2 separate regions of the Sus scrofa genome follow, and region 1 is linked to region 2. Evidence: chromatin contacts called from public promoter capture Hi-C data. All regions are on one chromosome and are shown on one strand. The core of a region is the stretch at or near the end of the contact, and the rest is flanking DNA. Distances in the headings are between cores, read along the strand shown. Region 1 has its middle 99 kb from the start of PKIA. Region 2 overlaps IL7 (interleukin 7).

What was found. Promoter capture Hi-C pulls out the DNA fragments that hold promoters and counts their contacts.
Region 1: a promoter capture Hi-C map of liver shows a contact between it and region 2, with 2.6 times the contacts expected there. The contact joins two enhancer-like sites. A contact is called at or near these places in 1 of 5 promoter capture datasets (liver) and 1 of 2 datasets of contacts at active chromatin or transcription factors (alveolar macrophages).

What each region holds. Positions count from the first base shown.
Region 1 is chr4:57,974,795-57,981,506 of Sscrofa11.1, reverse strand. No RefSeq gene overlaps it. Among named protein-coding and RNA genes, the nearest start is that of PKIA, 99 kb to the right of the region's middle. Within about 2 kb of position 3,621, at least 71 of the 83 cell types and tissues checked have an H3K27ac peak or open chromatin away from gene starts, as enhancers often do. A contact at or near this core is called in liver, where this site is marked.
Region 2 is chr4:57,735,551-57,742,723 of Sscrofa11.1, reverse strand. IL7 (interleukin 7) reads right to left here. Exons shown (of 6, transcript NM_214135.2): 3 at 6,437-6,517; 4 at 5,336-5,467; 5 at 1,346-1,399. Among named protein-coding and RNA genes, the nearest start is that of IL7, 54 kb to the right of the region's middle. Within about 2 kb of position 5,608, at least 5 of the 83 cell types and tissues checked have an H3K27ac peak or open chromatin away from gene starts, as enhancers often do. A contact at or near this core is called in liver, where this site is marked.

The DNA of each region.
Region 1 (6,712 bases), core at 2,372-4,871, 240 kb before region 2:
TGTCTGTTATAGACATTCAATATTGAATATCAATCTTCATATGAATGATCATTTTCTTGTATTCTTGTATCAGAGCTTTCATATTAATGGAGGAAATTATCAGTCTATCTACAATTACTTGAATGTAACTCTACTTCTATTACTATAGCTTTGTTATCCCTAAACTACATTTGTGCATATTTTGTGTATGCTGACCACATTGAATGAGTAGATATTTGCCATAAAATTCAAGATTTCTGTACGGCATGATTAATCAACCTAAGCTGAGCAGCTATCACACACACACACACACACACACACACACATGCGCGCGCGAGCACACACGTATTATTAGTATAGAAATTCTCCCTCTACCCTTTCTTGTAATTCAAAATTATATAAAACAGTATTGATTTGTCATGCACCAAGTAAACTAAGTTCCCAGCTTTAGGCAGACCCCTATATAGTGACGAGGGCAGGGGACCTGGCAGTCAGTGGATGACAAATGCATGGGCCAAATCACCCTGACAACTCCTCTCCATAATAAATCTGGGAAGCTAATTTCTGCTAAATTGCTAATGGCTGCTAATGAGATACTGGATACACATTTAACTCTCCTGATGGTGTATTTGCATTTAAATGAGCCCTTTCTGGAAGGACTCCTTAACCCAAAGGAGTGGTTCTAAGGCTGACATCTTTAGGCACCCAGGGCCTCTGGCTCAGGTTTCATATTGCCATTGTGGAGACTCATAATATCATTAGGGCATTGGATCTGTAATTCCAGAATATCAGAAAGGAAGCATTGCAGACCTCAAAGTCATGATCCAAAGAATGATTTTAAAAAAATGTTTTTGCAATGAAAAGTCATAGATTAAAAAATCAATCTATTTCACCTCACCCTAGCCACGACTCATTAAATTAAATTATCTGTCAGACTGGTGTATGTCAAGGTCCAAGCAGACAGATTCAAGCACTATATGTTGATGTAATGTCATTTCATTTTCTTTCTTTTTCTTTCTATTTCCCCTATGCCTCTTGCCATGTTGTGATATCTGAAACAGTAATTCCTGCCATTTAATATCTTTAATTTTTGTTTTTTCCTTAGCACCATCAACACTGATTGTCTTCCGTGAGCAAAGAAAACCTGGTAAAAGTACTGTGATAGAGAAAGGAAATTATCGTGAGAAACTGTCTATGCCTTCAGTGATTCTGGCATCACAGAATAAAAACTATGCCAGGAAGGACAATACAATATGTGATGGTCATGTCCCAATTCAACACACTTAATCCCCGCTGCTTCATACAAATTGAAAGAAAAGATTAAACATCTTCTTTTTCCATTTCTAAACTCATGTACACACACATACACACAGACACACACACACACAACAAAGGATGTTTGTCAAAGAAGCGTAAGTGGCCCACAGACAAAGCTCCCAATAGCCAAAGCTGCAACAATTTGAACAACAAAATAAAATGGTATTGGATTATAACATCAAGTATAAAATAAATATCCATGAGTCTATATTGATATAAATAATAGAATATGTTCATATTTGGGGGGAAATAGACAAATCTCCTATGCAGAAGAATTCCAAATACTTTCTGTGCCTACTCTCTCCTTAAGGAGGTGGAGAATAAATCTCCAGTCCTTGGATGTGGACTTCCCATGGTGATTTTCTTCCAATAAGTGAAGTGTGGAAGGAAGGGTGGAGAAGCAACTTTACAGTGGAGAAATCTGAGACACTACCTCAGCCAGGTTATCAAGGTCAACATCAAGAGTCAAATCACAATGATAGTATATACCCTTGATATGACCTCATAAAAATGACACTATATCTGTGATTGTCCTCCCAGTAAACCATAAGCCCAGTCTTATCATGAGAAAAGCATTAGACAGATTGCATTAGTGAGGTATGCTACAAAGTATTTGACCACTACTCCTCAAAACTGTCAAGGTTATCAAAAACAAGAAAAGCCTAAGAACTTACTATAGCCCAGAGGAACCTAAGGGGACTTGATAACCAAAAGTGACAAGGTGTCCTGCATGGAAGCCTGGAACAGTTTTAAGGACATAAGGTAAAAGCCAAGGAAATCTGAATAAAATACAGACTTTGGTTAATGTTATTATACTAATATTGGCTCATTAATTGTAATAAAGGTACCAAAATACTGAGGAAATTGGGAATGGGATATCTGAGAATTCCCTGTACTTTCCCCTTAATTTTTTTTGTATATCTAAAAGCATTCTCAAAATATATAGTCTTTATTAAATAAAACAAAAAAGGTAATGATGACTTGATTGTAACAGAGTAGTGGTATTTTGAGATAGCTATAAAAACTGCAATAGGAAATTATCTGTGACATCTATTAGTGATAAAGTCACAGGTACTGCTAATATTATTGTGGTTTGTTGTCTGCATTTGTGTTTAAAGGAAATGCTAAATGCTAAATTTCAATTAGAAGTTAGTGAAATTAAAGATGTAATATTCCTATTCCCGATTCCACATACCCTTTAATATATATGAAGGATCCCCTGTGCTTTGGTGATATTTATGGCCTAACTTTATGAAAGATGAATACGTGATTATTCCACCTTTCAAAAAGCATGCATTCTAGGGTCAAGAATTCTTACGGAGTCCTGCTGGAGCTCTGTTTGCTACACTACCTCCCAGTCTGGAACTGCTAAGCGGAGGGTTGGGAACTCTTCATAGATCGAAAGTACTGTCCTGGCTTTGTGCAATTATACTGTTTAGATGGCTGGACAAATTCAAGAGTAAAGCTGACCTGGACCTAGTTAGTGATGGGCGATTCCAAAAGCACTCTGAATGTGAGAGCTTTCCTCATGCAGAACCCTAGTGTCAAAGAGCCTCTCTACTTGGGAATGGCTCTATATTAGGAAAAGAAACCCCGGTTAAACTGCAAAGAGAGCACATCCTTGGCCTTTTCACCCCTTAAATCCCCGAAACGCTGATCTAATCAGTTTAGGAGGCGAAGAAAGGGAAGGAGGGAGAAAGGGAGAGAAAGAGAACTGTTAATAGCTGGTGCCAAATTAAAGAGAGAAGGAAAGGGCTTATATGGGTATGTGCTTATATTATTCCTAAAGCCAATTCTGGTAAATTCTTCCGGGAAGGAAGAGATACAGCCATCTGTTCTTGTGGATTCAGCTTCTTTGTTTCCAAATGTTATAGCTGTCACCAGAGCAGGCTTCTCAAATGGGGCGGGGCGAGGGGGGTGTTAGAGGGGGAACATCTGTCCACTAAGTACTCCGCTAAACAGCAACAAAATACTGGGGCTACCCCTGTCTCTTTCCTTGAATGCTTTCTCTAGTGGGTCTACTTCTCCACTCCCTTGGGAGTTTCCTGTTCCATTACGTAGGCAAGAGGGCGAGAGGTCCCAGCTTTCATAATTGTGAGTGGTTTGGTTGTGCGTGTACGTGTGTGTGTGTGTGTGTGTGTGTACGCGCGCGCCCGCCTTGGGAGAAAGTAGAGCCTGATACAAGAGGTTTGGAAAAACTGGTTGCCAATTTAAAACATTTTCGGAGTATCTGAATGTTTATCTTAAAAGCTAATTCCACTCTCAAATTTAGCGAAATGAACAATACTGATAAGGAAGATGAAGAGGGTGGGAAACCCACACAGCAGAATGGAGCTGTCCATGCCGCGGGAGGGACAGGGGAGCGCTCGGCGGAAAGGCGCTATGCAGAGAAAGTCTCTCTGGCTCTTCTCTCTCGGTCTCCCGTCCAGCGACGCGTCCTCGGTAAAAGCATTAATAGAAAATTATCCTAAAAGCGGGAAGGGTAGCGGTCGTCGGTCACAATTTCCAGGAGCCAGTCCCTGCAGCCGGGAGATGTCCCTCTCCCCCCGCGGCTGGCGCGGAATGTGGCGATCCGGCCCGGGGCGGGGGATGACTTCATGCGGCCGGAGCTTGGCGGCGGGAGCAGCTGCTGCAGCTGGCAGGTGGGGTGGGGGCCGGTGGAGCTGACCACGTACCGGCCCGGCGCGGTGGCACTGCGGCCCCGGGGCAGTGGGCGCTGGGGACATGCGCTGACTTGATCCGGAGAAGGTAAGCAGCCCCGCTATTATTAGCCTCGGCCACACTGCGCGGTGCTTTCCGCTCGGTTAATAATGGGGTTTGTAATACAGAGGGAAGAAGGGGAATGTCCCTCCTGCATTCTGCAGTGGGAAAGGGAGCAACAACTGGAATTGAAATGTTAATCAGCCAAGTGCCTGAGATTGGAGGAGCGGTGTTACTGGGCAAACAAAGAAGGCGGTCAGCCTTTATACTCTTTAAAGATAATCAACCATTGCAAAGCCAGACTCGCTTAGACATTGAAGAGGATTCAAAATGTAAAATAATTTTTGAGCTGCACATTTACGCTGCTACCTTCAACCTTCACTTGGTTAATTTCTGCTTTGGGAGCAGCAGGTCCTTGGCAGCAGCCTGGAGAAGTAATCAGGAATCTTCCTTCTTCTTCCTCCTTCCTCTACCCTCTCCCTTTCCAGTTATCAGAATGGGGTTGTGCACATTTCAATGTCAAACAGCCACTTCAATGGAACCTTTAGAAGGAGTCTCACATTAGAGGAGAAACTTATCTCTTGGAGTTCAGCTTGGGTTAGCAGCACTTGTCTCTACTTCTCCTTTCAATTTACCATCTTCTCTTGTCAATCATGTCATTGATTACCCCCCCTCCCATGCTGTGCCCCTTCCCACGCCACTCTTTTCAGCTCCTGTCCACCACCTCTGTTCCATGACTGATTTTGTCAAGGACCCAGAAAGGGCATTGCTCTTCACCGCGTTTGAGCTGTTACCTGTGTCCGTCACCCTAATACATGGTATGAAAAATCCTTTAAGCCTATTACCGATATGGTTTCTGATAACTCCATTGTAGCGCCTGTGGCTACTGGCCAGCTTTCGAGGACAGCAGAAACTGTTGGGGTGTGAGAAAGCGGTCCATACCTACGTATTTTGCTCCCTGTGCATGGGAGTAGGTGGAAGTAGAAATGTGAGTGTCAGTCTATCCAGTATTTACTTGGATCTTTTTAAATCCATCTGGGTTGTGAGATATCTAGCTTGGTAGAGTATGAGGCAAGCCCTCCCTCAAAAGCAAGCAGTGCATTTGTCCTAGGATTCCTCAATAACCTCCAAAGAGTTTCCAGAGAGGCTTTCCCCACAGGCAGTCAGAAAGCCAGGGGAGCTGGCCCAATTTAAACTTCAGGATATTTGAGCATCCTCAAGTTAGTCTCCCCTTTTAAGGGTTCTAACCTAGGATTTCCCCACACAAGTGCCTTGCTGCCAAGCTCCTGCCTCTTCCTGTTGCCCACGGAGGGATGTACATGTGAATGTTATTCTGTGAAATGGTTAAGATGGCTGTGGTGGGGATTGCAAATGTGCCACTTCACCAACGGAGAACAGTTGCAATAAGCCAGACTGTGTGGTGTTCTGTGTGCCACCATTCTATTTAAAAGGAGATTTGTTATCTTTACATTTGCAATGAAAGAGTCAATTGGACTCAAAAGCTGAGCAGTTTTATTTTAGCAAATTGAAATAGGAAATCAGTGGAAAAGCGGGGCAGGGTTTATAGCGAAAAATATTAGCTCTGCTTTTTTAAATATTGTTTTTAGACGAAGATATTGGTTCTGCAAAATCATGTTCATTCTATTATACATCATTATTGGTTTTTGGTGATAAATTCTCAATTTATAAATACACTTTGAAAAGACTGGAATTGGTTTCTTTGTCTCTACCGTCAGTATTTGGGGCAGAAGGAGTGGAGGGAGTGGGCAAATCCTATTCCAAGTGGCCCATTCCAGGAACTGTTTTCCTGGACCATGAAAACCTCTGGGTCAAATTTTTTTTTTTTTTTTGGCTTGTTTTTGTTGTTATTATTATCTGTTGAATGTAGTTTGTGTTTGAAATGTTAAATTTCAGAATTCCAAAAATTTGACTCTGGCACACCAACTAGGGGAACAAAGGAGAACAGCAAAACCCTTTATTCTACCACCTTTCTGGCCTAATCATAAAATATTCAACCATAGGAATAATTATTCTGATAATAAGTGAGAGTGAGAAACATGTTAAAATAATAATTCATTTTTAAGAAAGTAGCCCAAAGTATGTGACATACAGCATACAGATTAGTGCAACTGACCTTAAGTACTATAAGAATTTCTGTAATTTTAAAAACTGTCTTTATACTGAAGTATAAGACGTGAATATATCCTAATGATGGTAAGAAATTGACAGCGTCTATTACTTGGTTTCTGGAAAAACTGAATTCTTTGATAGGAAATGGGTCAGGATTAGGAGATTGGTGCTGCCTAAGCTGGTGTCATAACTGCCAGTGATTTTACAGGTGAGGATGCATGAAGTTATGGATGAGGGTTGGAGAAGCCTTTTTGGGAAGAAAGAAAACAAGATAGAAAATTTAATTTCTTGTTTCAGTACAACTGAATATGATAATTAAATTTAAAGGATTTCTGCATCTGGGCTTTATTATATTTAAACAATTTCTGAGGCAAGTTTCTAAATTCAGAGTCCTAGGAAGAAATATGTGTATGATTTCCCGACTAAAACTGATTTATGACTTTATTTCCCTTTTTAAAAAAAAAAAATTACCAGAGAAAGGAAACATTAATTGCCTAGTGTTAAGAAATGGAGGAGGAATACAAAATAGGAAGATGTGCACTATTAGATGCTAAATGAACTGTAGGAACTTTTTGTAGTTTTGACA
Region 2 (7,173 bases), core at 4,359-6,858:
ATACAGATTTCAAAGACAAATATGAAGGAGCATTTCTCCTCTTCTTCTTAACGAAGGTCCCAGGACATCTTCAAGAAGTACAAATTGAAGTTTGTGTGACTTAAGCAGATATGAAATACAGAGATGTGAGAAAAAATTTCATGACTTTTCCTCAAAGACCAAGACTGAACATTCATTAAAAAGATAAAAAAAAAACTAAGAACCATGATTTTGCCTCTGCAATCCTGGGAACACAATTGTTACCTCTGTTTTCTAACTTTCTTTCCAAGTTCCCTCAGCCTCAATGTATTTATACTGCTCATGGATTCATTTAAGCTATTTCACTTCAGGTGGAATTCCTAGACTTTCCTGAGTTCCAAGGTGTGCAGACTCACCCTACTTCTCTAAGAGGAATAAAGAATTTCCACACTGCCATATATATTTTGGTCAAATGACATAATAATAATGGAAATGTGAAAGAAGAATCTGTCACTCTCATGAACAGGTCTCATATACAGGTCTGTTCATTTTTCTCTCATCCTAGTTAATATTTATTTCATTTTTATGTCTAATTAGAAGTAATTAAATATTCTGACTTATTCATAAATATATATTGCTATATAATTTGTGCAATAATATCTAACAGTAGTGTGCAAATGTATATAAATATAGAATATTTATATACTATTATACATATCCAGTATATATTGTACACTCTACCTATACTAGTAAAATAGGTATAAAATGAGTTCTCATTTTTAATTTGCATTTCTTTACTAGGGTGGATTTTTTTCTTCATATTTTTTCTTTTTGTTTAGGGCCACATCTGTCACATATGGAAGCTCCTGGGCTAGGGGTCAAATCAGAGCTGCAGCTGCTGGCCTATGCGACAGCCACAGCAATGTCAGATTCAAGCCACGTCTGCAACCTACATCACATCTCGCAGCGACGCTGGATCCTTTAAACCACTGAGCAAGGCTAGGGATCGAACCCGCATCCTCATGGATACTAGTCGGGTTCTTAACCTGCTGAGCCACAATGGGAACTCCCAAATCTTATTTTCCAGCTTATTTTCTCCTATATAGTTTGTTCATGTCCTTTGCCTATTAACTATTGATGTTTTAATTTTGCTTCTTTAAAAAAAAAACCTTCCAACATTTTCCCTAGCTTCTTTAATTTTAAAATAGTTGTTTCTAAAAAGTACAACTTAAAGAGATCCAATTTCTAAGGGACACCTCCCTTCTTTTACCACTATTATGATGAATATTTTCAAAACCAACCATATAAAAGGAAACAATTCAAAGAGAAACAGAAAGGAATTGAGTAAAAAGCTGATAAAAAGAGAAAAATATACAATTACTCTTACCAAGTTCTTAGTGAGTTGGGCTTCACCCAGGGAAGGTGGTTTTCTTCCTTTAACCTTAAGAACAGAATCACATTTACAGTAGTGGTTATGAATCCTTTATTGTTCTTCCCACTAATATATATAATAGCTAATTTTCATATTACTCTCAGCTCATCTAATCTATTTGAGAATCTACTTTAAATTAATTATTGTTCGTCTGGCAGAATACTAATTTCATTTAGAAATAGAATGATAGGGAAAAGAAAGAAACAAGAGAGGTCAGTCTTCTGAATAATTTGGATCCATAATTTTGCAGGTTTGTCCAGCACTATGTTAACTGCTGTGAGGTGTGAAAAATTAATATAGAAGAGGGTATGCTAACAGAGACAAAACTGCAGATTTAATCAACGTGAAAATAACATTAGCATTAAGTTATTAACTTTTGACTATACATTTTTTTTTATTTTCCCACTGTACAGCAAGGGGATCACGTTATCCTTACATGTATACATTACAATTACATTTTTCCCCCACCCTTTGTTCTGTTGCAACATGGGTATCTAGACAAAGTTCTCAATGCTACTCATGTCCAACATACGCAAATCAATCAACATACACCACATTAACAAAGAAAAGTCAAAAATCATATGATCATCTCAATAGATGCAGAAAAAGCATTTGACAAAGTCCAACATCCATTCATGATCAAAACCCTCGCCAAAGTGGGTATAGAGGGAACATTCCTGAATATAATCAAAGCCATTTATGATAAACCCACAGCAAATATAATCCTCAATGGGGAAAAACTGAAAGCCTTCTCACTCAAATCTGGAACAAGACAGGGATGCCCACTCTCACCACTGCTCTTCAACATAGTTTTGGAAGTCCTAGCCACAGCAATTAGACAAACAAAAGAAATAAAAGGCATCCATATAGGAAGAGAAGAGATCAAACTGTCACTGTATGCAGATGACATGATTCTATACCTAGAAAACCCTAAGGACTCAACCCCAAAACTCCTTGAACTGATTAATAAATTCAGCAAAGTAGCAGGATATAAGATTAACATTCAAAAGTCAGTTGCATTTCTGTATACCAGCAATGAAATATTAGAAAAGGAATACAAAAATATGATACCTTTTAAAATTGCACCTGACAATACATTTTATTAAGCTTTACCCATCAGAAGCAAAATGAAATAAACAACAGTAAAAAGCTTGAAGCACATCCAACTCATGAAGAAAATGCAATATAGCTGACCATCTTTAACATTTTGCTTCATCATTTAAAAAAAATTAGATTGTATCAGGTGAATTTTATAACACGTTTTATTTAATTTCAAGATTTAAATTATTTGTATATTTTCTTTTTCTACAATTAGTTGATTTTGGAATTAGGTGATCAACGCAAAGCTCAACATATGAGAGAAAGAATTGCAAATATATGGTCTACCTCCAACCCTTAACTCTTCCTGGGCCATGAGGCGATATCACTCATTTGCTTTGCAGTCTTTTCATTCAAGCCCTGACTTGAGGCTTTTACTCGGCAGAAAATTTCCAACAGTCACTACTAAGCAATTAGATGGGTAAGCAACATGAAATGTATTTGCTACTCTCCTGTTAAACAGTCCAGTAGTCCTTTGGTATTTGTGGGGAATTGGTTCCAGGACCCTTGCGGATACCAAAATCCAGGGATAGATCCTCAGGTCCCTTCTATAAAATTGTGTAGTATTTGCATATAACCTATGTACATACTCCTGTATACTTTAAATTATCTCTAGATTACTTATAACACCTAATACAATGCAAATGCTATGTAAATAATTGTAAACACAATGTAAATGCTGTGTAAATAGTTGTCAATGTGGTTCAACAAATTCAAGTTTTGTTTTTTGGAACTTTCTAGAATTATTATTTTATTTTTATTTTTATTTTTTTTGTCTTTTTGCTATTTCTTGGGCCGCTCCCGCGGCATATGGAGGTTCCCAGGCCAGGGGTCAAATCGGAGCTGTAGCCGCCGGCCTAAGCCAGAGCCACAGCAACACGGGATCCGAGCCGCGTCTGCAACCTACACCACAGCTCACGGCAACGCCGGATCATTAACCCACTGAGCAAGGGCAGGGACCGAACCCTTAACCTCATGGTTCCTAGTCGGATTCATTAACCACTGTGCCACCACGGGAACTCCTAGAATTATTTTTTTATGTTTGATCTAAAGTTGGTTGAATCGAAGGATGCAGAACCCGTGGATATGAAAGGCTGTCTGTACTTTAAATCACTATAAATAAGGATTAAAACCTGGTAGGCTAGGAGTTCCCGCTGTGGCTCAGTGGTTAACAAATCCGACTAGAAACCATGGGGTTTCGGGTTCGATCCCTGGCCTTGCCCAGTGGTTGGGGATCCGGTGTTGCTGTGAGCTGTGGTGTGGGTCGCAGATGCGTCTCGGATCTTGCATTGCTGTGGCTCTGGTGTAGACCAGCGGCTACAGCTCTGATTGGACCCCTAGCCTGGGAGCCTCCATATGCCGCAGGAGCAGACCAAGAAATGGCAAAAAGACAAAAAAAAAAAAAAAGCTTGTAGGCTAAAACATAAAGTGTTCACATATCTTAAGGTTGATCTTGAAGGATGCACAGAACAGGAGAGATTAGATTTACAGAAAAGAGAACAGGAGAAGTTCCATATCATTGACTAACACTGGTAAGGGGAAAAGACTGGAAATAAGCTTGACAAATCCACAACCCTAGGAGGAGACTGGTTTGCATCAAGTAAATACATAATGATAAAGGAAGTGGTCCAACCTTTATTATCTTATGGCCCAACATATATCAACACTGTCAATAGGGTTCAAAGACAATCTTACCATTTTCCCTTCTGAGGGCAACTAATAGTATTTAAAATTAAAAACACAACACGTTTTCTATCATAAAAATATTTAAAGTTTTTTTTTTTTTTGTAATTGCAAGAAATCTTTTGGCTTTGTGTGGCCAAAAGAGGGAGTAATTATCATCATCACCATTATCATCATTAAACATTTATTGAAATATTTTAGTACTAAGCATGATATATAAATTATGCCATTCAACCTTTCAATATCCTTAATGTAGATACTATATTTTTCTCCATTTTGCAGTTGAAGAAACTGTTGTCTAGTCTCAATAGCTTCAGAATTTTTTGTTGTTGTTAACTGCTAGCAGAGAAGTAGGAAAAAATTAGCCCTGTATTAATTAAAATTATTGAGGTACAAATATTGAAAATTGTTGGACATAAATATACCCAGTTTTTATACGCAAAGATATTTGTGAAATACATTTGATTACCTGTTTTATTGTCTGAATTCTTATAAATATGTACATATATGGATTAAAATTGAGATGTTTTAGAAATAAAAATTTACCATTCCTTACCCTACTTATCACACACTAGCCTCTTTGGAAGTTATTATGGCATGAAATATGCTTTCATTTACTTATTTACTTTCTTTTTTTTTTTTTTTTTTGTCTTTTTGCTATTTCTTTGGGCCGCTCACATATGGAGGTTCCCAGGCTAGGGGTCGAATCGGAGCTGTAGCCACTGGCCTACGCCAGAGCCACAGCAACGCGGGATCCGAGCTGCGTCTGCAACCTACACCACAGCTCCCAGCAATGCCGGATCCTTAACCCACTGAGTAAGGGCAGGGACCGAACCCTTAACCTCATGGTTCCTAGTCTGATTCGTTAACCACTGCGCCACGACGGGAACTCCTACTTTCTTTTTTTAAATTGAAGTAGAGTGGATTTACAATGTTGCTTTCATTTATTTCTAGTCCCCTTTTATAAACAATTTATTTGCTCTAAGAGATGAATAGGTACTTTGCAAGTTGAAACTTTCCTCTTCCAGAATTATGCAAATGTATTTCAACTTTCGTATAAGCACCTAGATTTCTATGCTAATGGATATGGACATACAAGAATGATAATAGCCTATCTCAGAAGTAGTTTATATTTTTGTTCAAAGTAAACAGTGCTCCGCTTACCTTGCTGGTGCAGTTGAACAGTGTTAATGTGCCCTGTGAAACTGTTGATAGATGGTGATTGAACTCCTCACTGATATTCATTTTAATAAATTGCTTCAACTTTCGAGCAGCACGATATAAAAATGAAGCTTCCTATTACAGAAAAAACATCAGAAGAGCCGTGGTTCATATAAAACAGTAAGAAATGATAAGCTTTCCTGAGAAGCCTAAAGCCAGAACTGTATTTCTAAATAATGCCCCACCTCCACCCCAGTTTTCTTCTATTCCAGTTAATCACATGACTGACACGTACTGAGACTGAAACTGTTTAGCTCCAAGGGGACAGCCTAAAGTACTCAGAACTTAGTTTAATAATTACCTGATTTTTAAAGTCTCCTTTCTTTGTTATGTATGATCTTATTGCTTATGAGTGAACGTAGCATAAGTTTATTCAGTTTTAAACAAGATAACTAAAGGAGAGGGCTTCTGGAAGCAACAATAATGAAAGGTATGTGTGTTTTTTTTTTAATTGTTACTGCTTTTGCCCTTTTTGAGCTATGGATGAGTGGATGGGTAGCTGGCAATGAGAAAATAAAGGGACTATTAACCCAAAACCAGTTTTTCAAATATTTAACTAATATTTATAATTATAATTTTTTAAAATATAATTTAAGGACATATTATTATGTCATGAGGTTAACTCAGCCATTGCGAGGATAAGCAAATATTTAAAGGGAAAAAGTTTCAAAATGCCTTCAACTAAATTTACACATTCCTTATGTTTGTGTGTGTGCAAACAGTCATTCTGACAAGCATTTTCTTGCATAAAAGTTTCAGAAATAAGAGCTATGTGTCTTTGAATTCAGCAGTTCTTCTAGTATTTTCAAGATGAAAAATAAAATGCTAAAATTGAAAGGAATATTTACCAAGTGGCACAGGGCTTTTTGTAGAATAAAAGTACAAAAGAGCACAGTATAACTTAATATGTCAGCGGGAATTATGAGGTTAGAACCAAAAGGCTATGTTATTAATATAATCAATATAATTAACAGAGATACAAAAATATAAGCTTCTGTGAAATCAAGCTTGAATGACATATAAACTCCAAATAATTGTCATTACCTTATTATCATCACATGAATGTTTTTTTAAAAAGTTAGGTTCGTTATTCAGGCAATTGCTATCAAAGTCTATCATCCTGTCCTGTAATAAATGATATAAAATAATACGGTTAAACTGGGGATTCTTCTGGTAAGTAGTAATTATAAAAATAACAAATTTATAATACTTGGTATTTATGTGTGCATTTTAAGGAAAGTAACTTCAGCTTGGCTCAGCTGACTAGGCACAAAGATAATTTTTTATAGTTGAAGAATAAAACAAGTATAAATATACCAACCCTCCGATATTTAGAGCTTCCCCACACTCCACAGTTTAATTCCAGAAATCACTGGGAGAATCTGGCTCATTTGGGAAAATAAAAGTACCTGTTTTAGAAGTTATACTATATAGACACAGTATTATGGATTTTGAAATCATGAAGTTGAGATGTGTTTAAGAGGTTGTTGGGTCCAATTTCCTGCCACTAGCAGCAAAGGGAATTTATATTAGAATGAAGGGAAAGCCTCTTAACAGTGAGAATAAGGTTAAACTCCTCTTTATAGCATTTTAAACAATCCAGTTTGGGATATTTGAGGGAGAACTTCACTGAGAAAGAGTGAGATTAAATCAGTGTGTTGTGATATACAAATGGGAAGACAGACCAGTACATTCTCATTTTTCTTTTCTAAGGAACATAGTGTTAGAATGTGGGGATTACCTGAATCAAGAATGTAGTTGACATAATGAGGGAGGACTAG